2 separate regions of the Gasterosteus aculeatus genome follow, and region 2 is linked to region 1. Evidence: chromatin contacts called from public Hi-C data. All regions are on one chromosome and are shown on one strand. The core of a region is the stretch at or near the end of the contact, and the rest is flanking DNA. Distances in the headings are between cores, read along the strand shown. Region 1 overlaps LOC120810003 (mannosyl-oligosaccharide 1,2-alpha-mannosidase IA). Region 2 holds the start of LOC120810003 (mannosyl-oligosaccharide 1,2-alpha-mannosidase IA).

Region 1 (6,247 bases), core at 1,000-3,499:
GGCGCGCTGTTCATCCACAACAGTGTGACCATCTAGAATCAATGTAGGAGTCTCCCGTTAAATGAAAACACATCATTAATTTAAATAAAGACACACAATGATTCCCAATAAGAGGCTCATTGGTTTTGTTTAAAAAAAAAAAAAAAAAGTTCTGTCAAAAAGACAAATTAGGAAAACTTTGTCACAAAGTAGATTTGCATTTATATTATCTTTCCTTATCCAGGCCAATAACTCGAGAAATAACTCTTTGTTAAATGCAAAGCACAATTATGTCATCAGCAGCACGATGCATCAAAAGAGACATTTAACCACGATGAGATGGCGGCTCAGCGAGTCCTGACTAAAAAAAAAAACCCACTTCACTTATAATGGACTTGTCAATAATATTCCACAGGTTTGTTCAGTGACAATCCATCATTCAGGAACATCTCATTATCATTTCTCTGTACTGCGGTCTGATGGAGTTTCCCACCACCGTCTGCGTGTAACAGACGTGCACGTCCACGTTTCATACAAACAGTTAGCGTGCTGCTGCTTTGGGACAGCTGCTGTAAACCAGCTTCATTAACCTGTTCAAGCAAACAGCCTGCAGAGGAGTAGCTTCGGGTTTTCAGTGTGGAAGGGCCTTGAGACTCCCCCCTCCCCGTCATTGGTCCTCCCCCATGTGTGACAGACGGTTTCCCAGGCATGAAAGATGCGCAGAGCGGCAGCGAGAAGCGAAGGCAGAGACGGGCAGAAGCGAAGGAGAAGGCGGAGAGGGAACAGCGTGGCCCGAGACAACGGAGGGAGACGAAAGAGAAACGCAAAGCCGGAGGAGGCGGGAGGGGGGCGGGGCTACGACCGGAGAGATTAAACCGTGACGCTGTTTTTAAGAAAGCGCCGCGTTTTGTTATTCCACGTCATCGGTAGCATGCACATTCTAAACCTTCTCGACCTGCTCGGGGGGGGGAAAGGTCAAAGCCGCAGATCGAGGCGCGCGTGTTTTCTGGGGATTGAAATTCCGCTGCTTGTCCTTCGGGGAGGAAACAAACGGGTCTCTCATCTTGTTACCGGCTTATTTCCATCCGGGGGTCGATCGCGTTTCGTGCTCATGAGCGTTCGCCGCTCACGGATGCTGCTTCCCGGGAACTGGGAGGAAAAAAAAACGACACGTCAGGAGTCTAATTCGGTCTTCTGAGAGCCGCAAAACACTGTGAGGTTCCCGCTTTGTTTGTTTCCCTCCCCTTCATGAAGCTTAATCTTTGTTCACGTCCCGGTGGCGTCGCATAAAACCATCATTTTAAGTGGTGCCTTCGCGAGGCGTAGAGGAGGGGGTTACATGTTTTGCGCCGCTCCATGTTGTTTCCCCTCTAATTCGGGTGACCCAGTTCTGCCCGCCAAATGTGGTTTTTATTTTGGGTCACAACACAGCAGAGCGCTCACACACAGACCATGTTATTATCACACATATCACATTGAGAAAAGTGCAGTTTCTTTATCCTCCCTGTCGCGCCACATTAAGTGCCGAGGCCCATCCAGTTGTCGGGTTAGTTTGCGGAAAGTGCCGCGTCGTATCGCCAGAGGAGCAAAGTTTGTCTCAATGGTTTGAACTTTAATCTGCGGATCAAACGGACGCTTTGATCATCGTAATGCGGCTGATGTCACTGTGCGTCCATCACAACTTGACATCCAGGAATAAAAAGAGACGCCGCTCGTTCCTGCGGGAAAATAATGTCCACGCCGGGATGTGGATTTTACAGGGATTTATTATGACCTTTGATCATGTGCATATTATGACGTGGACAGAAGTCAGCTGACACCAACAAGGAGGTTTTGGTAGGAGACCCAGGAGGGATTTTATCTACACGAGCTGGAAAACAATGGAACTTTTTGTTCCAAATGATTTGAGTGCCGAACCAGTTTTTAACCTTAAATGGTCTTGGTTAAGATTCATGTACTGAAGGTGAAGAAAACCTTTTCAAATGGATAAAATACACCTTAATCGAAAAACCTGGGTCATGTAAAAAGAAACCGAAACATCCCCGGACAGTGCACAACGTCTTACATCTCACTCTGTTTTTTGAATTGATGGTAGTCAATGGCGATTGTGCATCTCGGGCTCAGGGACGTTCTGTGACACCAGAGCCTGGAATGGAAAACTTCCTTTGCTTTAGTCGTGTCATGATGCCCGGCCCCCCGCCACACCTTCTGCTAATGTTCCATCCTAATTTGACCTAATTTCCAGCTGCGCTGAAGCAGCACCGCTCTCCTCCGGCCTGGATATTAACCAACCGTTAGCTGCACCTGCGCCGCCGCGCCACATGTGCTCGGTGCCGTGTCCCGCTGCTTTCACAAACACAATGTGATCTTGCAGAAGCGCCCGGGTGCAATTACATACGTTACATCTGTCATCGGCATGTTGGGATTTTTGCATGTTTGCCCTTTCTCTCTCTAGCTTATTTCTAGCGCGGCCGAGTCGTTACGGCTGCGTGATATGCATGAACAGTGCAACGCGTGCTAGTAGCGTTTCAGTCTGCCGTGCTATGTTGGAGTTCTTTTTTTTTTTTGCAGTTTTCCTAAAACAAACCTTCTTCAAAGTCATTTAAAGTGTTGGATGCACCTTAAGCATCCAATGAAAGCTTGAAGTCATCAGCTGCTTGCAGACAGCGACGGAGAAATGATATCCTCCCTGACCGCGTGTCCCAGTGGAAAGGGCTCTGTTATACTGGAGATAAATTCATGCCAGGTGATTTATTATTTTTCCAGAGGACAGTCAGCTACTATATGGGAAGCCGATTGAATAAATGTGAGCCTCAGTGGTTCAGCGCGTGTTGATATTCATCACAGTGACTCTGCTCTCCTGCCGGTTGAAGGGTACTGGGCCTTTTCTAACTCCCCCATCCCCCATCAAAGCCAGTTACATAAGCTGGGCTGAGAGGCGAAGAAAAATGGAAAAGCAGAGTTGAACTGATGGGAATAGGTTTAAGCCGGTGGAAGGAAAAAATTGAACGAACCTTGCCTCCAGCGCCACCATCAGGTTGAAAGCTGAACGTGTCCAACGCCGCAAAAAAATAGATTTCCCAGTTTGATGAATCTCAGCACGTTCCTGAACATCCCGGATCGGCTGTTTCCTTTTAAAAACTTTCTTTTAAAACCAGTCTTACCTTCTGCATGTGTTAGCTAATTAGGTAATTTGTGGCATTAAACTAAAGGAAAGGCCAATCACACAGAGCAGTTACTGTATTACATCTTTAACAGTGGATCCCGGACCAAAAGGTCAGCACAGATACACGGAGGCGCGAACTCGCTGCCGTGTGCTTGTACCGCCTCGGTGTGCGTGCAGCACCTCCGGCTTCCGGTTGGTTTGCCCTTTAGTGTCCGGAAGAAACGTCCCTTCCCTCAGATCAAAGAGGATGGTCATAACGGCGGGGCCACCGGCCTGCGTGGTACCCGGCTGCAGGCTGAGGCTCCCTACCCCAAAACCCTCGTTCCCGTTTGTGCAGGATGTCAGTTGCCCCGCTCCACTCGTCCGCCCTTACGGTTCCATCACGCAATCAACACCACCAGCAGCTCACACGTCTTGCATTTGAGCGCCCGGCGTGTTTAATACCGTCCTCTCCAGTAACTCAACCACTGAATGAATCTGTGATAAGTAGCAGCCTGGAAGGATTCCTTTGGATTATCACATGATTAAAAAGAACAGTGTTTCTCTGCAGCCAGAAAAAAAAACAAAAAAAACAAGACCTTTACTTTTCTGCATATTGATGCGTCGTTCTCTACATCAGTCTATTAATTCCCCCCCTGGATAAACCCCTCAATTAGCCTTTATTTTTTTAGCAGTACACAACATTCTTGCCGGAGTAATTGGACTCAGCCCGGAGGAGCGTTGGCACAGGACCAAATGAGCCCAACAGAGATTCCAATGGAATGTGTGTGCTTCCCTTTTCTTTTCTTTTTTTCTCCAGTCACGCCAGTCAGTGCGGACCAGGCCAAACAAATCAAATCCCAGGGATCATTAGGGGGGTTCGTAACGATGTCAGCCTGGTGGCATCCAGGCCTTTTCACTCCGGCGTTGCATAGCTCACGGTCCCGAGGACGTATTTCTCAGCTCCGCCGCTCCTCCTCCTCGTCCATCTGCAATTAAGGGAGAGAAAGAGCTTTTTTTTTTTCGAGCCTCCAAGGAAGAACTGAAGGCATTTGAATAAGATCCAAGAATTCTTTATATTCGTTGGAATGACGGCAAACACAAAGAAACGAAGAGAAAAGAAGAGTTTTCGGGGCTAGAAAGTTCTACTGTTGTCTTACTTATTCCTTTTGTGTTTTTCCAAACTCAAATACACAACAATGTAGTGAAAAAAGGCCCCACTATTGCCTCAGTACACGTTGCAGCATCAGTTTCGGGGTCAACAAGCTGGCTTTTATCAATGGCAGTATCGATCCTGGTGACATTGGCTCCAATCAATGGCTTCCTTGTGTGTGGTGGGACTGGTGGTTGATTTGTTGCTGGAGAGGTCAAAAGACTTTGTGACTTACACAGATTGTGTTGTTTTGGGTATTTATTGTCAAAGCAGACCTGATACATTTTATTCCTTCCCCATTCGGATTCTGATACTTGAGCGGCAGAAGTGTGTTAAAAACATAACATGTATTATTATTTCATAGCCGTATTAATGTCATATTGATCGTTGCGTGGTCTGGCTCAGGTTAAACCCTTTTGTGAAGCACGAACAAACACAGAGAATGAATATAGAACTTCTTTTATCATCTGGATTTACAGCTTTTCCCGCGGAAACGCGTGTCTGCTTCCGTTTTAGCCTCTCTGGCTCACTTAACAGGAGAAAGCCTCACGCGTCAGCTTCTATCGTGTATTTCAGATGCGATGCCCCCTTTTCTCTCTCTGATAATGACGGAAGTAGCTGATGAACGAGCCGACTTGCTTCTTTGTCAGAGGGTTGCACCTGCGCAGCGACGATCCAGCAGAGTGAAAACTGACAGATGAGATCAGATTGGTGCATTGTTGTGATTACAGCATTTAGGCTGTATTGGCAGCATTAATGCATTGTATGTATATATATTTATATTTTTTAGTTCAGAGTGAGGTGATGATCTGCTCGGAAGCCAACCACCACCACGACGGCCTTTTGAGCTCAGACAACGTAACATTACGGCTTTTTATTCTAAACAAGACCCCATGGAATGTGTGTGTGTGTGTGTGTGTGTGTGCACGTATTGTCAGTATGCAAAACAATAACTGGTCACCAAATATCGAAGCAGCAGCACATTGAACGCGGTTTTGATTGATTATGGATTTTTCGGTCAAGAGGGACGACGTGAGCTGCGATATTGCGGCGACAGCTGCGGCGCGTCAACAACATGAAAAATGCTCCGATTCAGTCTGGAAGACTAATTCTGTCTTATTGAATTCCGTCTGGGCTGAATAATGTCTCCGCGCCGTCCCGGCGCAGCGATACGGCACGAACTGCCGCGGCTTTTCAATTCCAGATGTAATTGAGTGTGTGTTTTTCATGAAGCCGCAGTGGCCATTAATTAAACGCATGAAAAGCAGCGCGTTAATTGTGGGACAGGTTAGAAAGCCAATCAATTAGATGACAAATAACGGACCAAATCATCCCGTTTGCAGCCCGAGGAAACTCCATTATTTACGCTGCTCGTTTGTTCGCTGGAGGAACCTAAAATATTTGGTTAAACACAAGCGGCTAAGGGGCGTGGCCTCTTTGCGCTTTTGGAAGCCCGCCCCTGCGTCTCGTTCATCCTCGCCATCAAATGCCCCCCCCCCCATCACCCCCCTCCGGCTGGCACGTACCGTCGCTGCTGCGGGGCACGTCCTCTGGCGTCCATCGGCTGTCAATCAAAAGGACGTAGTCCAGACGTAGTCCCGGATGCAATGATGATTTACTGTCTAGTGTAAAAGAATGAGCTTGTTAAGTTGTCATTAAGTCTATTTTCTTCCCAATTTCCCTCTGCGGTTTTGTCTTTTTTGACTCCTCCGGTGCAACTCTGAGCTCAGAGTCAAACTCCACCTGCAGGTATTTAGGCGTCCGGAGAAAGAGCGTCGCCTCGGGCCTGAATCTGTGTTCGCAGCTCGCCTTTGGGGAGGGGAGGTAAGGAGTATCCCCCCCCGATCTTCACACCCAGCAGCTCACTGCCCCTCGCGGCTGCGTGAGGCCCAACCCTTCACACAGAAACTTCTAATCCTGTTTTGCAAATGAAACGCGGTTCCTCGCCAGCGCTTTCGTTATAGGCTCGC
Region 2 (6,247 bases), core at 2,205-4,704, 72 kb before region 1:
ATTCATCAGCTGACTGACTTCTTGGCTCCTTTAAAAAAAAAAAAAAAAAAAATCAAACAAACACTCACTAACCTCATGCTGTGTGGATTGGACCTGATGTTCGGCTTCTGTTTTGCTGCAGTCAGACTCCCCCAGGTAGAAGCTGTCTGAGTGTTTTGTGCGAATGACTTAACGGGTGAATTGTGCGCCCGCTGCGATTGGGCCTCGCCGGTGCGATGCGCATGAGGCGCCAGCGGGTGGCGTCGTGCAGCCGCGGACCTCCGCTCGCTCCTCAACGAGGCCTCTCCTCGCCTCCCACCCTCTTTAGGAATGGTTAGTGCTCTGTTTGCTTGTGCTGGGGAGGGAGGGAGAGAGGGAGGGAGGGAGGCTTTCTTTTCCATCCGCTTCACGTGTGTGTTTGCTTTTGCGTTCCCTCTCATTTCACATGTCCCATGTCGTGTTTATGCAATGAGAAGCTCTGAACCACGTGCACCCGCCTTCCTCACCGGGCAACGCGTTGCCGTCTTCGGGTCGCACAACCAGAAATGTTGTGACCCCCCCGGTGACCCGGTGGGCCTCGCGTCCCGTTTCTATTAAAGGAACAGACAAACACGAGCTTATTGTTCGAGAGACGAGGAATCACCAAATGGGTCATTCATTCATATGTCTAGTTTATCTAAAGGTTGGTTTTATTAGAAAAGAAGGATTACCTTAATGTCATTAATCATGGAGGGTTAACGGACAACAGGCTTTTCAATCCACGACATAAACTAAAAGTATACTTCCCTAAAAGATCCGACTACTTTACTGCGATCCAGCATCGGGATTTCAGGCGACCCAGAATTCATAGGGGCCGACGGCTGGACGTTCAATACGCTTGGCCCGGTGTGTCTCACCTCATGCAGGGTCAGCTATTACTGATGTTTATGACGCCGCATCGGGCCCCCTGCCCCGCCCCCCCCCCCCCCCCCCCTCTACGTCTCGTCTGATGTATTGGCGTGAGTGGAGCACAGAGATGGACTCTCCCGTTGGCATCTCGCTTGATGAATAAAACATCAGTGCGGCTCGGGACAGAATTGAATTGGTTATGGATCACAGGACTTTTTACAGGCGGTGATCCATTGCAGAAAATGTTTGGGGAGACACTCGCCCCCCCCCCCTGCGTGACTTCTGCGCGCAACGTGGTCGTTCCTGTGACCGTTTGACGAATCCCAAATTAGCCCGTCGTGCGCGGGTCCTCTGATGTCGCTGCCTTCTCCCCCTGAGAGCGTCCAACCTTCTCCACCCCCCCCCCCCCCCCCCACGCACCACGTTTGGACACAGCAGCTGGTTTCCGTGGTGATGGGAGCCGGTTGTGTGTGTGTGTGTGTGTGTCTCTCTTTGTGAGAGCAGAATGCCTGCGCTTTGGTTTCCTCCGTGCCGGGGACGGCGGTGACACTGTGTCGCCTCGCTCATCCATCCCCGGTGATGAACTGCGGGCCCGTCACCGGCTGGCCGAGCTCAACGACCGGACGCGGCCTCTTTCAGAAATACTGACTTTACATGTCTGTTAAAAAAAAAAAAACAGAGAGCAATTGGTATTTAATTTCGTTGGAATGAGCATAAAAGCATGAATAACTCACAGGGGGGAACTTATTCACGGTGACTCATGGCATGTTTTCAGGAGCTGTGCAATCTAATATTGTGTCAAAGTCGTTAATAAATACATTTGACCCGTATTGTCATGGACGACGTTGGCAGCGCGTCAGAAAGACCTCTTGATGTTCTCTAAACAACCTTCTGGCCTTGTATGGGATCGGATTGCACAAGGTGTTCCTGTTGAAGTGGCCGCTGGGTGTGTGTGTGATACGGTGCCTTTACTCCGAGCCACACAGAGGCCGTTTGTCTGACTACAGGCCGTCCTTTTGTCAGCGACGAAGCCCATGAAATGCTTTATAGATGTACTTACTTTCAAAAGAAAAGCTCTGGGGATCTGGGAATAAAACGGCTAATTCAACAGTTCTTCAACGGTTCTTTCTTCTGTAAATTACAGACATCCAGTCTGACACAATCAGGGTTGCTCGGGGAGACGGCTTCGCGGCGGTCCAACGCGGCGCAAACCGCCTGAAAATCAACACGCCGGGCCCGAAAGCACCTGGCCGAGGGTGAGCGTGAGGAATTTCACTAAAGGGGGGTTAAAAAGTGCTTGATGTATGCCTTAGCAGAAAAAAAAATCGTAGTCAACCTTTTGGGCCTGAATTAAGGTAAAAACACCCAGCTTTTATTTTGAAATGAGTAACAGATCAGGAGACCGAGGAAGGAGGAAGTCATGAGCTTAAGGCTCATCAACAGTTCATTAGACATCACCGACGAGGTCAGTCGATGACACTGAATGCACGGACTGTAAGCGTGTCCTGGGGCCGCCTGGTGGGATTGGGGGGGGTCCTGACTCGTAATTAAAGATCAATATTGAATTGGGTCAGACCTTCATTTTCTAATTCCCGCTTTCAGGCGCATTTGTTGAATAGTGCTGCGCAGGCTCTTCAGTAATGGCCAACCTGCCGGCCCATCCGTCTTATTAAATACTGAGAAAACACCGTGTTTACACTTTAGCTTCTGTTTTGCTTGTGCAAACATAATGCGAAACTTGCCTTTCTAAACTTCCTGGGGGGAGGGGGGCGGTGCATGGAGGACTAATTCAAACAAGGACATGCAGCTGCAATGCACTTGAGTTCTCTGGAAACAACTTCTAAGCTCGCGTCCTAGCTGATTTGTCTCCATGGCAACTGATCTAAGTCCACGCGCTGCAGAAGCCAGTGTGAAAAAGGCTGAAAGCCCCTGGAAAAAGTTAGTAGACGCTGAGATAAGATACTTTTATATACTTGGAATTATTGGTCATTGAGGTGTTTGCTCCCAGATCATGAAGAGTTAAATGTAGTTTATCCGAGGCCCGAGGTCTTTTGGTTGAATTCCACTTGATAGAGACCATCAAGTGATAAATAGTCTGTCGTTACTGCAGGTACAAACCTTGAATCCCCTTGTGGGTTTTTTTTGAAGATCACGACCCAACTGGTATGAAAAATGAATGAAACAATTTCCTTCAACGAACAAAGATGGCGGCCAGATCCTCTGAGTGACACGTGTGTGAAAAGCACAGTTACGTAAATCAATTATCACGTAACTAAGGAGCGAGTCAGGGCAGAATATGTGTATATATTCATTTTGGTGGTGATGATGATGATCATCAACCTGCATCAAATAAACGGAATAATATATTTAATGGAGGATCCTCATCAGGTAGATTGAAAACATTTAAATACAAAATAAAAGCACAAAAGCACCGAGTCGGAGCTCTCAGCTGGCGTGCAAAGGGCCGCACTGTGCGTGTGAGAACCCATCGGATTGACCCCCCCCGTCCTTCTCCTGCCTCCGTGGCTGCACTAACTACATGTTACCCCCCCCCCCCCCCCCCTCGTTTAATCCGCTTGCATCTATTGTTCCGCTTCCTTTACGCAAGCGGACGTCCGCGACACGAGTGCGCACTAACGGGCTCGACGGACCGGCGGCGGGTACCGGGGCGACGACGCGACGGTGTGTCCGTCCCTCTGCTGCTGGAGACCCGGACGGCGGATTTTTTTTTTTTTTTTTTTGTGTGTTTTCTTCCACGCGTCTGGATTCCGGTGCCGGGAGAACTTCGCGCGGGACGCAAGCCGCCTCGTCTCCGTGTCATCCACCGGGTGAACCGTTTCGTCCGGCGTGTCGACGCCAGTCGGGGAGGCTGAACGGAGGGGAGGGGAGGGGAGGGTAGGGGAGGGGGGGAGGAAAACGCAAGCTACTGGAGGAAGATCAGCTGACAGACGAACCGCGACATGAACGCACACGCGTTTCCGTCCAGCTGTACGGGATAGAGGACGGAGGACGCACGCCGTTTAAACGGGCTGCGCGCGGGATGCAGCGGCGCGGGTCTCTTTCCACGCGCACCGGGGACGCGGATGCTCGGCTGCACGCCTGAGCTCTTTATTTTTTATTTCATTATTATTATTTTTTCATCATTGAACGGTCCGGAATAATGCATCCACCCACACAACTTTGTTCACCGACCCGACGGACCGCGAGACCTTCCGGCTCCATCTCGCCGAAGTGATCCGGGGGCGCGCGCGCGTGTGCTGCAGTTCTCCCGTTATTCTTCGATACCCGATCGCTTCCCCGTTGAACGCCGGACCCTGCTGCTCCCACGATTTACACCGATCCCCCCACCCCCACCCCCCCGCCCGAAAACCGATCGGAACGGGCGATCGGGTCCCCCGGGGCCGGATGAGAGCAGCTGTCGCGGTACCGTCCAGTGATCGGTGCACCGTCGGCGCAGGCAGGCCCCAAACCGCCGCGTGTGCAGACACGATCGATAGCGAGATAAGAGCCGCTGTGACTGTTTGTGCAACTCTGGAAGCGCCAACCGGGGTGGGGTGGGGAGGAATGGGGGTGGGGGTGGGGGTGGTGGTGGTGGTGGGGGGGCGTGTGTTTTGAAATCACGCGCATCTCGTTTTTCCGCCGATGCCCCGGCGCGTCGGAGAAGCGGCTCAGTAGGAGCGCTGCGAAACGCCGCGCGCCGCCGGACGAGGGGACGCGCTGAGTGATCCGCTAAAAGCGACGGACGTCTCCAGAGAACTTTCGATGGTTTTCCGAAAGTTGCCCGGTGTGTCGGCATCGGGCATGGGTCTGCGCCTGTCCCAGAAGTTCGTGTTTCTGCTCTTCCTCTCGGGTTTGGTGACGCTGTGTTTCGGGGCCCTTTTCTTTTTGCCGGACTCCGTCCGACTGAAGCGCATTTTTCTCTCCAAGACGGAGACGCAGCCGGTCACCGTGGGCTCCGGCTCCGGCTCCGAGAACGATGCCCTGGACCACTCCAAGCGACCCAAGGTGCCGGAGCGCGCGCGGGCCGTGCCCGCGGCCAGGGGGGAGACCAGCACCAAGCTGAAGAGCCTCAGCCGCAGACCCGCCGCCTCCCGGGAGGCGCCCGAGGAGCGGCCCGCCGGCGGCGGAAGGGCGCAGGAGGAGCGGACTGCGTCCAGGTCGAGGACGGAGTCCGCCTCGGCCGGGGCGACGTCCTCCGACCGCGGCGCCTCCTCGGATACTTTCAGCTACGACCGATTCAAAGGGTGTCTGCTCAAACCCCCGCTGGGGAGGGACACCGGGCGGCCCAGTGACCCCGAGACCAACGAGCGCCGGGAGAAGGTCAAAGAGGTAAGGATGGTGTGGGTGGAATGTTCTTACAGGATGTGCACACTTATACAGTTGCCCCCCCCCCCCCTGAGTAATTAGTAATTTGGAAGTTTAATAGAGATCTGGCCTAAAGTCACAATTGAAGTTGAGGTTGATAGTGTCAGTTAGTCAAGTGACATCACTCAACACCCCCCCCCCCCCCCCCACACACACACACACTCACACAAACAAAATAGGAATTTCTGTGGCTTCAACGTGTTGACGTCAAAACATGACAGATAAATGGCAGTCGGCCTCATTCAGATACAAAAGCTAAAAAAACAACAACACCCCGGCGTGCACAGTTGAAAGAAGTAATTATGTTTCCGTCGTTGGACGTGATTCGTCTGTATCGGTTTTGACAATACAAACGATCTCCCCGCAGAAGCAGTGGGACAGATGTTTGCCCAGCTGAAATAAATCCCCCTCAATCATAGCGGTTGTTGTCCAAATGTACCCGGCGGCTCTGCCTCTCTGTTTGGCTTCTCTATCTTAACGTCGCCATGGAGACAAAAGTTACTTTTATCAATCCGGCTGCAAATTAAAAGCTGCACTTTCACTGTCCGGAATGAGGGATACTTTGTTTCCTTTTGAGGGATGATCGGATCCAAACTCGTTCTGACCTTTTGCACTCGTAATCGCGTGCATTGTCACGCCGGCATCTTCGTCTGTCGCGACTCGCGTGCACGCTCACGGGGGGGAAAAAAAAGGCCTGCGGAGGATCCCGACACTTTAGCCGGCAGCTCTCAGGGAAGCGGCATGTGGCAGCTCTCGTTGGGGCCCCCAGCGCGGGTCCGGCGACAGCTCCGCAGCGGCAGCGCCTGTGGATCACACGCTCTGCACCCACTCAGGGCGAGGGAGGCTCGCGGGGGAGCGAGCCGCCGGCCAGCGTCGGCAGATGGGTTTCAGCCCCGGCATGTGACACGGATAAGTCCCGTCGTCACTCTCACTCTCCAGCCTGCTGTCAGCCGCCCCCCCCCCCCCCCCTTCATACCTAGAGGTGACGTGGTCCATGATAAGTGAGGGTTGTTTG

Evidence for each region. A called contact is a pair of places that touch in the nucleus more often than the background predicts.
Region 2: a Hi-C map of tail fin shows a contact between it and region 1, with 2.4 times the contacts expected there. The contact joins the promoter of LOC120810003 here to the enhancer-like site in region 1. A contact is called at or near these places in 4 of 6 Hi-C or Micro-C datasets (skeletal muscle, tail fin and whole body).

The regions. Positions count from the first base shown.
Region 1 is chr20:3,248,008-3,254,254 of fGasAcu3.hap1.1, reverse strand. All of the region lies in intron 4 of LOC120810003 (mannosyl-oligosaccharide 1,2-alpha-mannosidase IA), which reads left to right. Among protein-coding and RNA genes, the nearest start is that of ifnlr1, 56 kb to the right of the region's middle. Within about 2 kb of position 2,249, at least 1 of the 9 cell types and tissues checked has open chromatin away from gene starts, as enhancers often do.
Region 2 is chr20:3,321,295-3,327,541 of fGasAcu3.hap1.1, reverse strand. LOC120810003 (mannosyl-oligosaccharide 1,2-alpha-mannosidase IA) reads left to right here and starts at 3,454. Exons shown (of 12, transcript XM_078094520.1): 1 at 3,454-5,196. The coding sequence starts at 4,630.